Linked DNA regions of Mus musculus: region 1 is linked to region 2. A link is a contact called in public HiChIP or PLAC-seq data. All regions are on one chromosome and are shown on one strand. Each heading gives the region's core, a stretch centred on a gene start, on an enhancer-like site or on the middle of the called end of the contact. The rest is flanking DNA. Distances are from core to core; before and after follow the strand shown.

Evidence for each region. HiChIP or PLAC-seq counts read pairs in DNA pulled down with a chosen protein or histone mark.
Region 1: a contact with region 2 is called in an HNF4G HiChIP or PLAC-seq map of pancreatic cancer cells. The contact joins the promoter of Plk5 here to the promoter of Fstl3 in region 2. A contact is called at or near these places in 3 of 39 promoter capture datasets (the C10 cell line, the SN4741 cell line and stem cell-derived epiblast-like cells) and 1 of 115 datasets of contacts at active chromatin or transcription factors (pancreatic cancer cells).

Annotation. Positions count from the first base shown.
Region 1 is chr10:80,355,159-80,360,494 of GRCm38.p6, forward strand. It overlaps Plk5 (polo like kinase 5), which reads left to right and starts at 1,301. Exons shown (of 15, transcript NM_001347124.1): 1 at 1,301-1,509; 2 at 2,826-2,933; 3 at 3,084-3,200; 4 at 3,629-3,758; 5 at 4,084-4,171; 6 at 4,252-4,347; 7 at 4,997-5,195; 8 at 5,282-5,336. The coding sequence starts at 1,405.
Region 2 is chr10:79,774,698-79,780,328 of GRCm38.p6, forward strand. Fstl3 (follistatin-like 3) reads left to right here and starts at 2,577. Exons shown (of 5, transcript NM_031380.2): 1 at 2,577-2,700; 2 at 3,866-4,051; 3 at 5,268-5,483. The coding sequence starts at 2,604.

The sequences.
Region 1 (5,336 bases), core at 51-2,550, 580 kb after region 2:
TGGGGCTATCTTGGGGGCACAAAGAACCCTTCAGAGATTAGCACGAAGTAGGCACTTGACCATCCCAATGTTATTTAGCAAACATAGTAAGTGTTCTGCCAGACAGATCTGCTATGGAGGAGTTTAGTGCCAGCCATGGGAATGGCTCTGTTCCACTTCCTGTCACCCCCTCCCCATCCCCACCCTGACCGGCTTCCCTTTAGCAGGGGTCCTGGGCTTACTGGCTGCAGCCTGGCCTCTGAACAACTGGGGACTGTCACCCCAGCTCCAAAGGAGACACCAGTAAATTGAACCAGCCTCGTTCCCCATGGTACACTCAGCTCACCCTCAGGGCTTCCTGGGGACTACTAAGACTTGGGAGCACTCAAGGGGTGCTTCTTGTCCCCCTTGGTGGCACGGGCCAGGCCAGATTCCAAATTCTGGCTCTGGAAAATTCCATAGCCTGAATCCAGCCACACGGAGTGAGGCTAATCCCTCCGCATTTACTGTGTTATGTAACGTTCCGGATTAATACCAGAGGCAGATGGTAGGGCTCACACCCTGCCCTGTGCCTGCCTGGCTTTGGGAGTGAGGGGACTCCCACCTGGCACATGCAGGCGGGGCCCCAGATTCTTGAGGTGCAGAAATGCTGCATTCAGCACGGGGTGGGGGCGGGGGAGGGGAGGGGTGGGCTCCGGCGAAGAGGTAGCCTGAGGTTCTGAAGTCCCTGGCTCCTTGCTCTCTTCTATCAGCCACACCCAAACGTCCATCTCCGCTTTAAGGGTCAGTGCCCTGTAGGCCATCAGAGCTAGCGTCGCACACATGCCCACATCTGCCCCTCATCCTGGTTGCAATGTCTTCTGTGGCATCCCATGCCACGGTGACTCTTTTGTGTCCATAGCCTCCCAGCCCTGATTCTTTGGTCTACATGTCCTCAGACGTCCCCAGGCGGCCTTCTCTGAATCCCGCTGAGCCTTCCCAGTGCCCAAGTTGATGAAGCCCCACAGGTCGCTCCCGTAGGGAGCACCCAGCCAGATGCGTTTGGTCCTCTGGTCACCGGCCTCCCCTGTACCCCCGAGAGAATCCTGGGGCGGGCACCTCTGCAAAGAAACCAGCAGAGAGTTCTCTGGACCTCAGTTTCCCGGATGGGTGAACCAAGCGCTGTTAACAAGTCCCAAGAGGTGCAGGTCTGGGAGCGCGGCTGAACTAAGCCAGGTATCTGGCTCCCGGTTGGCTCCAGAGCACCTGCCACTCGGCTTCGGGTGCAGGCGGGACCCCACCGGCGTCCGGGCCCCGCCCCGCCCCGCCCCCACTCTCCAATAAGACCCGCTCCCGCTGCTCCCCGGCTCAGATCGGCAGCGCTGCAGGCAGCACTGGCTTGCGCAGTCCCCGCGCGCGCTGCGCACTCAGGCCCAACCTGCGCAGATGGAGCCCCGGTCCCGGCGGCGGCGGAGCCGCCAGCTTGTGGCCACCTTCCTGCGCGACCCAGGCTCGGGGCGCGTGTACCGGCGCGGGAAGCTGATCGGCAAGGTGGGAGTTCCCGCGTCCGTACACACACACACACGTACACAAACACACGCGCGCGCGAGTTCAAAGCGCGGGAACGGAGAGAGTTGAGGGGGCGGGGGTCTCGGGTAGGACGGGACCCCGCGCGCCATAGCTGGAGCCTTGGGTCCCCGGAGTTTGGGGTCCGGGCTGCGATGGCGAGGCGAGAACCGCACTTGGTGCTCTGTCTGAGGGCTGTGCGGAGCGTGTGCAGGGTGTGTGCGTTTCCCGCGTTAGCGCGGGCGCTGAGCATCCTCTGGGTGCACAGCTGGCGCTCCGCACGCAGTGGCGGGCTGTCATCTCCACGGTGGGCCCGCGGGGCTGTGGGTGCTGAGCTATGCGTGGGATCCGCGCTCTGCACCAGGCTCCCCTGCCTGGCTGTGGATGGGGATTGCTCCCTTAGTGGAAGAGTGCGCGGCTTGGGCTCAGGGGCTGTTTTGCGTTGTGTTCAGGTGTCTGAGTGATGTGTGTCTGGGTGTTGTGTATCCGGTGCACCTGGTTGCTGTGCTGTGTGTCTGGGTGTTGTTTGAAGGCATTCCCCTGTTAAACATTACATACTGTCTGGCTGCTGAGTGTCTGGGTGAAGCTGTGCATCTGGGTATTGTTTTGTGTGTCTGTGCTGGATCGGTGTTGTCATGAGTTTGTTTCTGGGTTTTGTGTGTCTGGGTATTTAGAGGCTGTATGCTGTGTGTCCAGATGTGTTTTGTATGGATGTATGGTGTGTGTGTGTGTGTGTGTGTTGGGTGTCTAAATGTTGTCGGTCTATGTGTTGTGTGTGTGTAGTTGTGTGTGTAAGCGCTGTGGGCAGGTGTCTGGCTGGGTTGTGTGGGAGCCTTCTGTATATGAGAGCTGTGTGTGGATGCCAAGTCGGGAGTGTTTGTAGGCGTGTGGAAGTGCCGCGAGGGGTGTGCTTGGGGGTGTGTCTGGGTGTTGTGTGTGTGGTTCTGTGCCTGGATACTGTATGTGGATACAGTGTGGGGTGCTGTGTTTGTAGGTGTATGTAAGTGGTTTATATGGGCGCTGTATATCTGGGTTCTGTGTGGATGCTCTGTGGGGTGTTGGGTGGATGTTATGTGTGTGGGGTTTGTGTTTCTGGGTGTCGTGAGTCCCTCACTGTCCTGTATAGGAGAGTACAAAGTCCTGCTCTGGCAAAGTCCGTGGGTCTCTTCTCTTTGGTGTGCAGCTAGGGTGTGGGGTGTTGGGGTGTGATCGCTGCAGTGTCTCTTCTTGGCTGAGTGTGTTGAAAGCCAGTGTCTCCAGGTGCGCTTCGCTGTCTACACCTTGCTTATTGTCCTCCGCAGGGAGCCTTCAGCCGCTGCTACAAGCTCACGGACATGTCCACCAGCGCTGTGTTCGCTCTTAAGGTGGTGCCAAGGGGCGGAGCGGGGCGGCTGCGCCTGCGCGGGAAGGTGAGACACACACACACACACACACACACACACACACACACACACCCCGTTACCCCCAGCAGACAGTTGCCCTGCTTCCCTCCCTGCGAGCGAGCCAGGCCTAGGGCCTGTCTCCTGCTCTGCAGCTGAGGATCCTTCATGGGGACACAGGTGGAGCGTGAGATCGCCCTGCACAGCCGCCTGCGCCACCGCAACATCGTGGCCTTCCACGCACACTTTGCTGACCGCGATCACGTGTACATGGTGCTGGAGTATTGTAGCCGCCAGGTGGCCGGATTGGGAAGGGGCCTGGTCAGCGGGGTGGGGCTTGGGGCAACGGGGCGGGGCTTGAGGACTGGGCGGGGCTTAGTTGGATGGGCGGGGCTTGATATGTTGGCACTGGGTCTGCTAAGCCAGGCAGTGTGGAGCAGTGTCCAGCACTCCCTGTTGCTTGAGGGGGTGTCTGGGTAGGGCAGGGGTCAGGTCACTGAGAGCCAGGCAGGAGGTCTCTTCCCTGTCCCACCTGTGCCTTTGCCTCCCTGTGACTATGTGTCTGCTTGTGCCCGTGCCATGTTCACTTGGATCCCTCTGTCCAGCCAATAGTGTCCCCTGTTCCCACATATGACCCTGTGTACCCACCTGGGTCTACACACCCTCAGCCCTGCTCTCCCACCCAGATCCACAACCCATCTAACAAGTACCAGGTCCCTCTACAGTCCTTGGCTCATGTGCTGAAAGTGCGGCGGACTCTGACAGAGCCTGAAGTGCGCTATTACCTTCGGGGCCTGGTCAGCGGCCTGCGCTACTTGCACCAACAACGCATCGTGCACAGGGACCTGAAACCCAGTAAGCATAAGGAAAGGACTTTCAGAGGGACTGGGAGGATGGTGAGGGGGATGGGAGGATGGTGAGAAGCTGGGAGGATGGGAGGATGGTGAGGTGCTGGGAGGATGGTGAGGGGGATGGGAGGATGGTGAGGGGCTGGGAGGATGGTGAGATGAATGGGAGGGAGGATGGCGAGGTGAATGGGAGGATGGTGAGGGGGATGGGAGGGTGGTGAGGGGAATGGGAGGATGGTGAGGGGGATGGGAGGATGGTGAGGGGGATGGGAGGGTGGTGAGGGGCTGGGAGGATGGTGCGGGGCTCATGCTGTGCTCCTCTTCATCTGCAGGTAATTTCTTCCTTAACAAGAACATGGAGGTTAAGATAGGTGACCTGGGGCTGGCTGCCCGTGTGGGGCCTGCTGGTCGCTGCCACAGGTGATTGAGAGGCTCTAGGTGGTCCTGAGTGGGTCCAGGCAGCCCGGGCCTTCCTGATTCTCCCATGATTCCCTCCCAAGGGTGCTCTGCGGGACTCCAAACTTCCAGGCACCTGAAGTGGTGTCCCGAAATGGACACTCGTGCAAATCTGACATCTGGGCTCTGGGATGCATCATGTAAGTGACAGTCTGGGGGACCCAGACTTGGGGAAGGTGGCAGGTGTGGGGTGGGCATGGACGGGTGGCAGGACAGGCTGTCCAAGTGAAACTAGATACGGGCAGGAAGAACAAACATGGACAGATGTGCACACACGGAGATCAGGTGCATATTAACTAGAGCTGGAACTTGCTATGTAGACCAGGCTAGCCTTGAATTCACAGAGATCTGCCTGCTTCTGCCTCCCCTGGGCTGAGATTAAAGATGCCACCACTGCATCCAGCTATGGGTCCAGGTCTTGGTCTGGGCTCCTACCTTGGTGCCAAGTGAGTTAAAGTGGGGCAGGGGCTTGGTTGGTCAGGCACTGGGCTGGCATGCATGAGAGCCCTGGATGCCATCCGCAGAACCAATGGGTGGGGTGGGCCAGTGCCCATCATCGTCCCAGCGCTGGACAGTGAGGGCAGAAGGATTAGGCATTCAAGCCTCAAAAACATTTTAAAGAGGTGTGTGCAGGGGAAAGTAGGGTGCAGGTGGGTGGGGTGCGTCTGAGATGGGGAACTGGGGTGCAGGGTGGGCTGCGTTTCGCCATGTGTATCAAGAAAACTGTGCACGTTCCCTGAACTCCCAGGAGTTCCTGCCTCATTCTTACCTTGGCCAACCTGGCCCCAGGTACACGGTGCTGACAGGCACGCCACCCTTTGCCGCGGCACCCTTGTCAGAGATGTACCAAAACATCCGTGACGGCCACTACCTCGAGCCTACTCACCTGTCGCCCAGCGCCCGCAGCCTCATTGCACGGCTCCTGGCACCGGACCCCGCCGAGCGGCCCAGCCTGGACCACTTACTGCAAGATGACTTCTTCAGTCAGGTAAGGATAGGTTCCCCAGGGTGGGCCCCCGAGGACCTAGGGTTCACCCAGATCCAAGGCTGACCCTGAGCCCACCAACTCCACAGGGCTTCACCCCGGAGCGGCTGCCTCCACATTCCTGCCACAGCCCACCTGTGTTTG
Region 2 (5,631 bases), core at 1,327-3,826:
CTGCAAGCTCCTGGTGAGAACATAGGGTTCTGTGCCCTGCCCCAACCTAGGAGCATCCTTGGGGGACTGCCAGGGACCAGGGCCAGGTCAGTATCCTCCCTCACTGGCACTGGATAGTGAGGGGAAAAAATGGTTTCTGCAGACTGTAGATCTGCTGGGTCTCCACTGTGTGGTGCCAAGACAGGGAAGATGTCACCTGAAGGGGTCTGGAGTGGATAGAAGGATGGGGGGAGGGTGATCTCAGAAAACCCAGTGCACCATCACTCATATTTTCCAGTTATAAATTAATTTATCTGTGTGTTTTTAAAATAGACTTATTTTATATGTGTGGGTGCATATCTGCGCACCATGTGTATGCAGTACCTGAGGAGGCCAGAAGAGGGCGGCAGATTCCCTGCAACTGGAGTTATAGACAGTTCCATGGGTGCTAGGAACTGAACCCCAGCTATCTGGAAGAGCAGAAACTACTCTTAACTCCTGAGCCACCTCTCCAGGCCTTTATATATTGTTGTCTAAATCATGAGCTGTGTGAGGACAGGAATAGGTCAGCCTTGGTCACTGGGATTTCCCAACCCTGTGATTTGTCAACTAAATATCTCAAATCCATGAGAGAACCCATAGACCTAAGGGTGATGAAGGCATGGTGACCTAGCTACTTTGGAGACCTGCATAGGAGGTTCTGGGTCTAAGAGACAAGTCCCCAGCCAGACGCGTGCCAGTGTTACCCTCATGGGCTGTGGGATATGCTGCCTCAGACATGGAAGTCCCATGGTACCTAAGGTCTATCTATGATGTCAGAAGGTGGGTCTCCTAGCAGAAAGGAAGAAAAGAAAAAGTCTTTCAAGTCTGCATGTGTCACAGCTAGCTGTGGGGTTAGAGGGGACAACCTGCAGGAGTCAGGTCTCCTACCTACCACATGAGTATCAAACTCAAGTTGTTAGGCTTGGCTGCAAATGCCTTTACCCTCCAAGACATCTTTTTGTTTTGATGGTTATTTTGAGGCAGGGCCTCACCGTATAACTCTGGATGGCCTTGAACCCACAGAGCTTGCCTCTGCCTCCCAAGATCTGGGAGTAGAGGTGTAGTCCACCAAGCCAGACCACTGAGCTATCCTATCCTGTTTCTTCAAAGTATTTTTTTTTTTTGAGACAGGGTTTCTCTGTATAGCCCTGGCTGTCCTGGAACTCACTCTGTAGACCAGGCTGGACTTGAACTCAGAAATTCGCCTGCCTCTGCCTCCCGAGTGCTGGAATTAGTATTTCTTCTTCTTTTTTTTTTTAAAGATTATTTATTTTATGTATGTGAGTACAATGCTGCTGTTTTCAGACACACCAGAAGAGGACATTACAGATGGTTGTGAGCCACCATGTGTGAATTGAACTCAGGACCTCTAGAACACCAGTCAGTGCTCTTTAAGTGAGCCATCTCTCCAGCTCCCATCCTGTTTCTTAGATAGAGTCTTTCTGGCCTGTGCTCTCTTTGTAAACCAGATTGAACTTGAATTTGTGGCCCCCATAAGTGCTGGGATTCTGGGGTACAACTCCTGCCGGATGATTTTTTTTTCCTATGTGCACATATCCATTCACAGAGGCCAGAAGACATCAGGTGTCCCCTCTCTCACATCTGGCCTTATTCCTTTGAGACAAGAGTCTCTCACTGAAGTTGCAGGTATGGTGACCAGCAAGCCCCAGCAATCCTCCTGTCTCCACCCCCACATACCTGGGATTACAGGCGTCCTTGCCCCACATTGGCTTTTTACATGGATGCTGGAGATTTGAACTCAGGTCTTCCTGTCTCTGAAGCAATCAGTCTTAACCCCTGAGCCATCCTCTAAACTCTGGGTTTGGCTTCGTTTTCCCTTTTTGAGTCAGGGTCTCAGGTAGCCCAGGCTAGCCTTGAATTCCCTGTGTAGCTGAGAATGTCCTTGAACTCTTGATCCACCAGCCGTTACCTCCTGAGAGCTGGAATGGCAGGTGTGCACCATCCCTTTTGTGCCGGTGGACTCCAGGGCCTGTGTGAGCTGGGGGAGCACTCTAGCTCCCACGGAGCTAGCTACAGACAACCTCAACTTTAGTTTGATGCACTCTGAAGCCCTAGCTGGCCTCAAACTCACAGCAATCCTCCTGCTTCAGCCTCCAAAGGCTAGAATGGTAGGTATGAGTCTTTAAATAGTTTGGAACAGCATGGGGACACCCTTTGCAACCGTGGGTACTGTCATGGTGAAGGTTAGGCAAGAGGCTAAAGAGACCAGATGGTAACCTCAATACCCGCTTAGCCCAGGTGGGGCTTCTCACCTGCACCCCAGAGATCCCCAAAGGAACACTGGACACCTGGAGGTGTCCACCTCCCAGGACATGCCCTCCGGGCCACACTTTGTGACCTGACCCCATTGTGGACTGTTCTTCCTAGACAACTGTCTGGTTCCCAGATGGGACACGGCCTGCCCCCGGTGGCCACCCCCGCGCAGGCCCGGGCCCTGCGCCTCGGGGACACGTCCGTCCCGCTGCGCCCCGCCCCGCCCGCCGCCGGCCCCGCCCGCCCTGGGCTTTTATAGGCCGAGGCGTCTGCACTCGCTGAGTCCCCGCTGCTGCCCAACACTCGCCATGCGTTCTGGGGCACTGTGGCCGCTGCTTTGGGGAGCCCTGGTCTGGACAGTGGGATCCGTGGGCGCCGTGATGGGCTCCGAGGATTCTGTGCCCGGTGAGTGGGGCTGGGCGGAAGGGGCGGGCGAGCGGGCCACCCACGTGGCCTGAGGAATGCGGCAGGGGGATGTCTGGGGTGTGCTCTGGCTGGGTGGGCGAATGCGGGACTCCACGCCTCCAGCCTCAAAAGAGGACTGACATTTATTTATTGAGCTCTTACTGTTTACATGCTTTCCCATGAGTCCACAGAACAGCCGAAACTTGTGGGTACTTTTTCCTCCCCGTTTTCAGGATAGGTAAACTGAGGCCCAGGGTCATGAACCTTTTAAGTGACGTGGTAGGTGGCTCTGTAGGCCCTAGAGAGACATCTCTGGGTGGCTGGCCCTGCTAATGCCACTTAGGCAGAGGGTTTCAGGAGTCTCTGGATGAGATGCCTCAGGTAGAATGGTATACCTGCATCTGGCCAGGAGAGCTCCAGCCTCAGTCTCCCTTTTTGTAAAGCCTTTGCAGAGGTGCTGGGGCCCAGTTCATGGAAGGCGTTCGGCAGTGTCTCTTGAGCAAGAATGAGTTCTGATGGGGGCGGGGGGGGGGGGGGAGGTGTGCGGCTGTCTTCACTTAAGGGTGAAGAAAGCCAAAGGTTCTGTGTTCTAGCCCCTACCAGCCCTGCAAGGCTGCTGCCCTCCAAGGGAGCCAAGCCCCCTCCCCTAGGGCCGCGTCCCCCGTCCCTGTCCCAGGGGAGTGAGCTCACGCAGAGGGAATGTTCCCCAGTTGGAGTGAGTAAGAGGCGGGTCAGGCGAGGGGGGGCTGCAAGCCGGGGGCTCGGCTGTCCTGGGCACTGTCTAGACAGAGGGCAGAGGCGGGAAGCCAGTGCAGGCCCACAGACCCTCACATGCCGAGCGCCTGGCATTTGAAGGGGCTGGGCAGGGTGCCAGTTCTCAGGCCTGGAGGCCAGGCGGGAGTTGGTGGTGGAGCACTCGGGTGCGGCTCAGAGGAGAAGGGTTCCCTCCACAGAAGAGCTCGAGCCACAGCTGTGGCTTTCTGCCCTTTCTTCCTGTACAGGGCATTTAGGATAGCTATGGACATCTCTGAATTGGCTGGGGGAATTAGATCTGAGGTGTTGGGGGTTAGTTGGGAGTTTGTTCCACAAAGATCATGTATAGGGATAATTCTTAGGTAGAGATGGGGTCTGGAGCTTCCCCATTCCTCCTCCTCCTTCCAAATAGGTGGCGTGTGCTGGCTCCAGCAGGGCAGAGAGGCCACCTGCAGTCTGGTGCTGAAGACTCGTGTCAGCCGGGAGGAGTGCTGTGCTTCCGGCAACATCAACACCGCCTGGTCCAACTTCACCCACCCAGGCAATAAAATCAGCCTGCTAGGGTTCCTGGGCCTCGTCCACTGCCTCCCCTGCAAAGGTGAAGCCGTGGGGGGCTCCTGATGGCAGACAAGACCCAGAGTGAATGGGGAACTGGGGAGGGGACCCTGGGGCCCACGACTTGCGGAGGCTTTGAGAAGCCCCCTGGTTTCATCATGTAAAGCCCCTAACCTGCATCCTACCTCACCTGGTGGGGAGGAACTTAGCCTTAAATCCTGACCAGGCATTCAGGCTATGTCCGTCCGTACTGCTACCCTCATGGGACCCTGAGCACCACACATTTTACATAGCTAATATGCCTGGAGTATCTGCCTGTGCTTTATTCTGAGCACGCCCGCCACCCGCGTCCCTGCTGAGGTGAATGAATAACAGTCCAGGTGACAGAGGGCACCCCTGGCCTCTCTGTGCTTGGGGCTGAACCAGTAGAAAGTGATGGGAAGGATTTGGAGGAAGCAGGCATAAGATCTAGGGTCGGGGTGATGATTAGGAGTTTGTTGAGTGAAGCCCATATGGAAGAGTGCACTGGGTCTAGGGTTAGTCTCTAGAGGTAGGAGCAACATCAGGCAGCTCATCCAGGAGGAAGCTGGGCAGGGCTGCAGACCCTCAGGGATAGGAGGATAGGGAAGGAGCCTGCATTGGCCTCAGGGGTAGGATTAATCTCCCATCAGCCTGGCTGTGTGGTCCAGAGCCCATTGCCACACTCCCCTCCTCCTCTAGCTTCTGAGAAGAGGAGGGATTTCAAGAAAAGCCTTTCCGGGGCTTGAGGGCCTGACTGTCCTCCCAGCCTCCTCTGGTCCTCGGGACTGGGGATGGAAATTTGCCCCCTCCCTTTTCTTTCTTTGATTTCCTAAAGCTGGCTAGAGGGTCAGTTCCAGATGTATGGTGGGTGGGCCCTCTGGGGGGGGGTACCCAGGTGTAACCCTGAAATGTAGGTCTCTCCAGATCCTGGATAATCAAGAGTTCAAGGCCAGCCCTGGCTACAAAGCAAGTTTGAGTAGCCTAGGCTACTTGAGGCCAACTCAAAAAAACAGAGTATGTGGCTAGGTGTAAATGCCAACACAAGAATGTCTAGGCGAACCTCAGTTTCCCCACCTGAGACATAAAGATGTGCAGAGTGAACGAACCTCTCCCCCATGCCTCTTTGGGGAGGTCCTAGTAGAAACCAGTAATGGATGCATCCAGTAATTGTGCATCACGGTGCACCTGGACTCCAGTGACATGTGGGAACCGCACTCGTGTGTGCTCTGTGTCCTCAGATTCCTGCGACGGAGTGGAGTGCGGCCCCGGCAAGGCGTGCCGCATGCTGGGGGGCCGTCCACACTGCGAGTGCGTGCCCAACTGCGAGGGGCTTCCCGCGGGCTTCCAGGTCTGCGGCTCTGATGGCGCCACCTACCGGGACGAATGCGAACTGCGCACCGCGCGCTGTCGCGGACACCCAGACTTGCGCGTCATGTACCGCGGCCGCTGTCAAAGTAAGAGCTGTGACCGTGGAGGGGCGGGGACGCGGGGCGGGGCCAAGGAATCAGGCAGGACCTGGGGGTGGGGCTAGGGAGGGGAGGACAGGGAGGCACCTCAGGCCTGGGAAAGGCGAAGCCTGGGAAAAGATAGGGCTGGCTGAGG